Linked DNA regions of Pan troglodytes: region 2 is linked to region 1. A link is a contact called in public Hi-C data. All regions are on one chromosome and are shown on one strand. Each heading gives the region's core, a stretch centred on a gene start, on an enhancer-like site or on the middle of the called end of the contact. The rest is flanking DNA. Distances are from core to core; before and after follow the strand shown. Region 1 holds the start of PRDM13 (PR/SET domain 13). Region 2 holds the start of SIM1 (SIM bHLH transcription factor 1).

Region 1 (4,370 bases), core at 587-3,086:
ACACAGGCCCTGGAGTTGGCCCGAGGCCAGCCTTCCGTGTGTCCTCTCATGGTCTGACTTGAGATGCTTAGACTTGAAACCTTTGGCCTGGCCTGGATTTTCCCATTAGGCAAACAACCAGTTTTGGAGCTTCCAGAATGCACGCACTCTACAGATTGTTGTTACAAACCGAAGTGAACCGCAGAGAGGAAGCAAAGGGTCTGTTTGTATCCATCATTCCCATTTTACAGACTGGGAGGCTGAGCCTCCGAAGCAATCCACTAAAGGTTCCCCGAGTCTTGAGTGGGAGAGCACAGGGTGAATGATCCTGAGTGTCCTGGACCTGCCCAGTATGGTGAACATAGGTTTCGAGTGAGGGGCACCACATGGAGCTTCTTTGAAGACCCTCCTCAGATAAACTGCTGAGTTGCAGGTGTCGCCACCTTGCGTCCTGCCACCCTTGCTAACCACAATCACTCCAACACTTTCAGCCGACAAAGCCTCTAGGAGAAGCTAGCGTGGGCGCTGCTGAGGGCCCTCCGCCCTTTTGTGCAGTGGTTGGGCCTCTGGCGCTAGGCTTGGAAATACACCACCACTCAGGCCTCTCTTGGAAGAACTGCATCGGGCTCGGGTGCTGGCTGCATAGGATTTGGGGAGCTGTGCCCAGAACTAGCAGCACGCGGCAGGTGCCGGCAGAAATCACAAATATCTGATGAACTTGATCACTCGGCTACTATTTATGAAAATAAATGTCCTCACGCCAATTGGAGGCTTCCCTAAAAGAAAACGGGTAGCTCTCCGGTTTAACTCTGAAGTACAACGTCTTGTTATTCACAAAGTAGGTGTAAGAAAGAGTTGTCCCAAACGCCCACCTCGCCCCTCTTCTCTACAACCTTTAACCGATTGCGGTGATTTTCGTTTTTGTTTACTCTGTTTTTTTTTTTTTAATAGAAAAGTCCAGGTTGCTGGTTTTAGGGGAGTTAGTCCAAGGACCTCTTCTAGGGGACGTGATCAATAACCCACTGGTAGAACTTCTTCCCCTTCAACCCTGGGCTGCAGACCGGGGCGCAGGATCCCCATTCGAAACTGTTGGTTCTGGGGCTGTTTCCCATTCTCCAGAGAAAGTGCAGGCCCGGGGTGTGCCCGAGAAAAGTGATGAACAGTTGACCTCCCCTTCTCAACTTGGTCTGGAGGCTTCATCATATTTTCGGACGAAATGGGACAGAAGTGAGAATTAAAGCGGTTCTAAATAGACGACTGGCCTGAACCCAATCCCCTGAAATGGTAATATGGTTGTTATTTAAAAAGTGTAGGTATTTTCTGGTGTTTTCCCATCAAGTACCTGCCTAATTTCTGTATGGCACACGCCAGAAATCAATAGAAGTTAACAAGTCCTCCAAACAGTCTCCATCTCTTTGTTTAATCTCCTTTACAATAAAGCCAAGGGGAGAGAATTAAAAATCTTTGAAGTAGATCAAGGCTCAAAGGAATCAGCCAAGTAGACTTAAAGTAGTCACTTATTTCCCAAAACTGGTTTGTCGGGGAACAATAAAAGGAAGTAAAATTTATGGAGAAATTATACAGTGGATTTGTCACTTAAAATATCGTAACTGTCTGGAGGACAATACCCCATGCTGAGGATTAATGGTCCCGCCGGACCTTTGATTCACCAGTGCCTTTTCTTCGCCCTTGACAAATTGGATTTTTAGGAATGGGAAGGTCGCCTGGACCATTGTGTGCTAGCCATTCAGAGGCCTCGATTATGCAGGGGGCTGAGGGAACCACTCCATGTGACCCTCTCGGGTGGGACTCTGCAGCTGCTTCGCAGCGCAACTCTCTCACCAAACTCCGCGCCCTTGCGCTAGCGGTGCCAAAAGGCTCCCGCCCCGATTGAAAAGGCGCAGTGCATGCCCGCCCGCGTCACTCCGCGGGCGGAGGACGCACGTCGGGGCGCGGCTCTCTGGCTAGCGCGCAGCTCCAGCTCTGTCACTCGCGCCCTTCCAAGGACCTGGAGCACCCGAGCGCCTGCCTGGTGGCGGCGGCAACAATGCACGGAGCCGCCAGAGCGCCAGCCACCAGCGTGAGTGCCGACTGCTGCATCCCGGCCGGCTTGCGCCTCGGACCGGTGCCTGGTACCTTCAAGCTGGGCAAGTACCTGTCAGACCGCAGGGAGCCCGGGCCTAAGAAAAAGGTATTGACCATTCAGACCTCTGCCCACTGCCATTCGCCTCTCAGTGCCCTGACCCGGGAAAGGGATACGAGAGAAAGTGGAGGAAGGGAGTGATTGAGTCGTTACCTGCTAATTCTCCCGGGTGGAAGGGGACTCCTATTATTCTGAGCAAGTAGCCTCTTTAACTGTGAGAGCTGGACGGGGTCGGGCTGAGAGGAGAGGATGTGGCCGAGAGGCGACAGCCCTGGGTGGGGTGCACTGAGCGCTGTAGGTGCCGGGACCATTCGCAGCTTGTGTTTTCCCCTGCGCTCTCGGGTCTCCTCAGTCAGAAGCCAGAAGCCAGAAGCCCACCCCCGCACGCTGTTCGCAGCTCTCTCTGCAAAAGCACCCTCTTTCTGGGGGCTCAGGGCATCGAGACCCTTTCTTCCCTTCTGCCCTTCAATATGTTAATTTGAGGCCTAATTTCGCCTTAAAATAATTTTTTTTTCCTGAAAAAAAAATCTTTGGGAGGCTCTCAGTTCCTAGAACCTCCTCAGATGTTTTTTTTTTTTCCCTTGCCGATGTCGGCTTGTGGGTTTGCGGCATATGGAGAGAGGATGAGCAAGGTACTGGCTCTGACGCGGGCTCCAAGGGCGAGGGGCACCCATCCGCGCGGGGCACAGGGTCAGAGCGTCTGCAGCGGGGCTCTGAGAGTCCAGAGTCCCAACCGGGAGGCGCCAGGGCCAAACCACTAGCTTTGACTCCCACACTCCACACACCGTCGCGACCCCTGACCAGAGAGACTTAAAGCACTCGCCCGCTTTGGGGGCGTCCCAGGAGCCAAAGGTCGGCAAACAGCGACCGGGAAATGAAGGCAGAAGTCTGGGGTAGAAGAAAGGACTTTGGCCTCCTTGGCTTTAGCTTGCCTTGCTTGGAGCTTTCTAGTAAAAAGCTCCGGTGTCCAGCCAGCGGGACTTGCATCTCGCTCCTCCTGCAATCACGCCCCCCACTACAGTCTAAAGCAGGGTTTGGTGCCCACCGCGCATTCCTCTTTAAACGCGTTTTAATTGCTTTTAAATGGCCTGCCAGCTGCGGGCAAGCTTTTCCCCGCTTGGGCTTTGTTCCGAGACTTTAGCTGCAGGGCTCACAGGCAACTAGGTGCGATGCATACAGAATACAGGAGGCATGAGATAATTTTTTTGTTTGTTTGTCGGGGGTACGCTCTGGGCCCTGGGACTGACCTAGAAATGTCTCTACCGTGGTGTTACGGCTGCTCTCAGAACTGCAAATGGGAGAGCTGGGGTAGGGGACAACTTGGTACAAGATGTGCCTAAGCACTCAGGGAGGATGCTCTCAACACCCCTCCCCCCTCCCCGTGTCGTCAAGGTGGGGCGCAGGGAAGTGGGAGTACTGTTAGCATAGGTAGACTTTCCTCTTTCTCCCTCCCCGAAGCAAGGTCCTAAGGAATTCTCCTCCTCCCAGTAGCCCATAGTGGTCTGGCCAAACCAAAAACAACCACTTTCCTGTGTTGGGTGGGGGTGGAGGATAAACTTTCTGTTTGGGTTGTGGGCCTGGCCAAGGTGCGGGGGAGAACGACCACTGCTTGTGTTGCAGGTGCGCATGGTGAGAGGGGAGCTGGTGGACGAGTCGGGGGGCTCCCCTCTGGAGTGGATAGGGTTAATCCGGGCAGCCAGAAACTCCCAGGAACAGACTCTGGAAGCTATTGCAGACTTACCCGGAGGACAGGTACTGCGGGCTTCTCTCCACACCCCCCTACTCCCCACCGCCAATTCAGTCTACCTAACCGTCCCTGCGGTGGCCAAAAATATTAAGAGCAAAGTGCTTTAGCTAGACGTCTCATTTAAACGTCTCGACAACCCTTTAAGGTAGTTACTATTGTTTTTCCGTTTGAAGGATGAGGGAAGTGAAGTTCAGAGAGCTCCAGCAGCTTCTCCAGGGTCACACAGCATCAGAATCCGGATTTGAACCTTTCTTCTCAGTTGCTTTTTGACCGATTACCCAGGAAATGACATTGAACTGTTCTATTCCTTGCGTCCCAGATCTTCTACCGAGCATTGCGAGACGTCCAGCCAGGGGAGGAGCTGACAGTGTGGTATTCTAACTCCTTGGCTCAGTGGTTCGACATCCCCACCACAGCGACTCCGACTCACGACGAGAAAGGTACCCATTCCAAAAGCGTGGATGGGCAAGAGTCCAGCCCTCCTCCTCCTGTCTTGAAGCG
Region 2 (4,370 bases), core at 688-3,187, 850 kb after region 1:
CGGCACCAATAATTGACGAGACCGGCTGGAAATCACGCAGAAAGGGAGCCCACTGAGACCGCAGGGGCTGACAAATCACTGCTAATAATCCTGTTAGGAACAGTGCGGCCAGCGGAGTTCGCAATAGCTTTATTTTTATAAAGTAGGCGCTGACAGTATAAAAGACAACGAGATCTCTTTTTTAAATAGAAGGCAGTGTGGTATAATGGTAATTATCCCATCGACAATTCATAGCACAGTTTGAATGGGAAATGTGGTTTTTAGTATAAAAGTTCCCCTTCTTTTTCTTCTTTTTCTCTTTCTTTCTTTCTTTTTTTTTTTTTTTTTTTTTTTAATTTTCAGGTACTTTAGGCTTTGATTTCTTTTTTCCCCACAGTTTCCAGGGTCAGAGAAGAACTGTTCAAGGAACTGCTTTAGGAGGGAACGACTAAAGCATCACTTGTAGTTTGAAGGTAGAACTGAACTATAATTTGAAAGTTTTCCTTTAGCTTGGAGCATGTTTTTCATGCTCCACTAATTTGGAGCATGTTTTGCAGGCTTTTTGACTTAGATAATAACTTTTATGTCATGATCAAGCAAAGTGAAACTGCAAACCCAATAATGACTGTTTCCTGCCCATCCATTCATTTAATGGAAAACCACAAACCCCAAACATCTAAAATCAACAACAACAAAAACCTCCAGGGGTCAAGTCAGAAGTTCTCATTTGTAAATAAACACAATTCTTTCCCTTGGATTTTTGTTTGTTTGCTTGTTCAGTAATCCCTCTTTTACATTTCTGAATCCCTTCCCCCAGCAAAGACATATCTAAAATATTTTTAAAAATCTGTTTGCATTATTTGAATCCAAGTAAAGGAAAAGATGGACAAATAGAAAAGTGTCCTTTTCTAGTAAGTATAAATGGTTGTATATAGGACAGTGTTCTATGAAAGCTGCTCTGTCCTCACACCGTGAATCTTGATAATCTAAATATGAGTTTTAAATCATGTCAACAGCTCAGCTATTCTAACTTCTAGGCCTTATAAGGCAATTTTCTCAGGATCTATTTGCCAACCTGCCACCCAGAAGATATTTTCTAAGCGGGCTAGCCATCTTAATTCAATCTTATGTATTTTAGGACTAGCCTATTATCTTACAGATAACATCAAGCCCACAGTTGCAAATCATCAAGCTCCAGAGTTAGTTTCAGAATCTGCGAATGTCTTGAAAACTCGGAATAAATTTGCTTAGAATTTATTTAAGAACTTGAGTAAATTCAGGCATACTTGTTCACAAATATGCATGTTACTCATTTGCAAAGCTTTAGATATATAGAGAAATTATTATCTGGCCTATCTAGCTCCAGGTACATGGGTCTATCCACACCTGGCAAAAAAAATACAGAATTAGGCAGTGCTCCTGGTTTTTACTGGACAAAATTCTAACAAGAGGAGTAAAAAAGAAAGTCATGTTTGGATTAGTAGTACTTTCAATTGAGCCTAGTATCTGAAGTGTTGACAAAAGGACTGTTGGGCTGCTTCCCAACCAAACATATCTGATGGACTGAAGAGAAAGTATTGATGGGGAGGTAGAGGGAGCCTCAAAAAAGCGACAGAAATTCTGAGTTCAGTGAGGACCTTAGTGAAGCAGCCGAGCTAAACTTCCCTTTGCAGAATATATATGTAAATATGTATGCATTTCTCTGGTCACTGATGTCGGCTCATTGCCTGGCAAATCCCCAGCCCCTTCTGCCTTTGAAATTCCATCTGGGCAAAGTCACTTACCTTCTGGGAACACCACTCTCATTTTGAGATAGCTGGTCGTGAGTCTGATTATGGATGCTTTGTCCAGCTGCGAGGTGATAGCCGAGGGCAAAGGCAGTAATTTAGCCAGTTCATAAAATTCACTGTTTTCCTTCTCCCTCCTAGTCCGCGCAGCATTTTTGGACTTTTCTTTCATTGTGTCTTGTTCCCCCTTTCTTCTCACAACTTAAGCTCCGCAGATTCATCCAAAACCAAAAATAAACTTTCAATTAGAGATCATATTTGGCAAAAACAAAAAACATACTTTGAATAAAGAGGCTGAAGTATTTGCACCAAGAACAGTGTATTGATGGCAGTAAAAGACCAGCCGGGGTGAACGGAAAATATGTTCTTTGAAAATGCGCGATGCAGTATAGGAAAGTTGCTGATCCACCGAATTTGGGCGATCCACCGAATTTGGGCAATCCTGGGGGTCGTTCGGGGTATCAAATGCCAGTGGGACCCCTGAGGAGCCAGCCTTTTCTTCTACTGCCAGCTGCGAACCCTGGTCCTCGGAAAATCGACATAATAATCCCTGACGTTTGCTCTTCAGTCTCGCGGCATTTAAGGTATCTCCGAGCCCCTTTGGGAAGAGCAGGAACCCCAGACAACTCTTTCAAGGCCCTGTGAAGACAACAGCATCAGAGCATAAGAGATCAGCGGCTCCACAAGTACTCACACACTCGTCCCAATTCCAAAAACACGGCCGGAAAGGGCCTCAGTGCGCCTAGCCAGGCGTTTTGGGTTTGTTTTTAAAGAAACGGGTAAATTGGCAGCGAGACAGCCCCCTGCAAATAATGCTGGCATTCCCTCACCCATGCCAGCCACATCCTCCAGACCCCTGGGAAGTTGCCCAAACAACAAAATACATATTTTTGAAGACCCGCAAGGGATCTTCCGCCGCGGATCCCCGAGTCCGCGCCCAGGCCGGGCGCACGTCCCAGGAAAGCAGGTTTCCGCAAATCAGAATTCCTCCACGGCGAGGCAGGGGCCTTTCAGCTCCCTACCTTGGCAGATCTGGACCTTGGCTACCTCTTTAACTTGGGTCTCAAGTCTGAGGGATTCCTCAAAAAGTGACTTACACACCAAGTCTCTCGGGACTCCCAAGGCGACCCAGCGCTCTGGCTGCCCAGCAGGGGCTGCAACAAGCGGGGCCCAGCAGCGCCAGGTTAACAGGTGGCGCGCTCGCGACAGCCCCTCGCAGGCTCCCCCGGGGGTGGGAGGCGCCGCGGCCTCTCCCACACCACCGCGGAGCTGCGGGGCTGCTGGGCGGGCGCGGTGCGTCTTCTGCTTCACCTACCTTCAGTCCCCACAAGCGGCAGAGGTTTCGGGGGCGCCCATCTCTTAACTGTTCTCATGCCTACCGTCCAACCCAGCGACACCGCCGGCCTCTCCGCTTCCCACCGGCAGAGAGGAGCAGAGCATTCCCGGCTCCCTTTTCTGGATCATGAATTGGAGGAGGGGTGCGTGACAGAAAGAGGAGGATGCAAGCTTTGGGACGAGTGAGGTGATTTTAGAATCCTGGTCCTCCGTACTTGCTACGAAGCCAGTTCACTATTATTCCTAATTGGAAGCCGAAAACTGCCCCCCGTAACTTCTTTATAGCTTAAGGGTTTAGCTTCAACTTCACTCCCGGGCCGCCTCTCTCCCGCCCTCCCTCAATGCCACTCACAAGCCTCCTAGCCTCCCATTGGCCTGGCGCGGCCAGGGGCGAGGCGCTCATTGGCCAATAGGGCTGAGTGACACGAGTCGGCCCCGAGCCGCCCTCCGCGCGCCCAGGCTCCGGGCTCTGAATCTTACTACCCGCGGGACCGCTGGACTCCTAATGAGCTCAGGGTGCCGGGTCGGCGCTGTCCGGTTGCCGCCGCTGCTCGCGGCCTCCTGGGCCTCCCCGACGTCGTGCGCGACCCGCGCTCCTCGGGCTCCCTGGGGTCGGGTGGTTGAGCGCTCAGTCCAGCGCGGCGGCCCAGCAGAACCGGGAACGTCCGGAGGCAGCGGAGGTCGGGCGTGCGGGTTAGGTCTACCGGCGGAGGAGGCAGGGTTCGCCCAAAGGCCCATCCCGCTGGCAGTCGCTGGCCGACGGCGTGCGCGAGGCCGGTTTGGGGCGTTATTTTCTCTTTCTCGTTTCTCTGAAACCATGGCGACACGGAATTCATTGCCAGAGGAAACAAATACAATAACTGTCTTTAAATTAATCCCAAAGAAGTGCGTCTTTTTCGAAATGGCTTGGGTTTGGGGCTGATTTTTTTCACCGTGGAAAGCTCGGCCGGGGAGTTTTCCTATGGGGAGCAGCTAGGGGGACACTAGGGGAAAAGCTTACATTTCAGGGCAAAATAGAATGATTGATATATAGAGATACATAGCTCACAACAGTCCTTTATCTTAAACATTAGCCAACTCTTTGTCGGGTTTTGTTTCAGGAAACAAAAGTCCAACATGATTATTCCTTACAGAAAGGATACAGTCTACATGAATGAACTTAACGATGCTCGCGGTTCCCTAATAGGAGCTGTTTAAACAAACGCTCACCAGGACTCTTGCTGACTAATTACCTTTTAGAGACCCTCTAATTTGAACCGCCTTCTCTTT

Evidence for each region. A called contact is a pair of places that touch in the nucleus more often than the background predicts.
Region 2: a Hi-C map of induced pluripotent stem cells shows a contact between it and region 1, with 6 times the contacts expected there. The contact joins the promoter of SIM1 here to the promoter of PRDM13 in region 1. A contact is called at or near these places in 3 of 7 Hi-C or Micro-C datasets (induced pluripotent stem cells and stem cell-derived neural progenitor cells) and 1 of 1 other capture datasets (stem cell-derived neural stem cells).

What each region holds. Positions count from the first base shown.
Region 1 is chr5:111,550,101-111,554,470 of NHGRI_mPanTro3-v2.0_pri, forward strand. It overlaps PRDM13 (PR/SET domain 13), which reads left to right and starts at 1,837. Exons shown (of 4, transcript XM_016956391.3): 1 at 1,837-2,197; 2 at 3,740-3,874; 3 at 4,189-4,309. The coding sequence starts at 2,027.
Region 2 is chr5:112,401,680-112,406,049 of NHGRI_mPanTro3-v2.0_pri, forward strand. SIM1 (SIM bHLH transcription factor 1) reads right to left here and starts at 1,938. Exons shown (of 11, transcript NM_001081488.1): 1 at 1,764-1,938. The coding sequence starts at 1,938.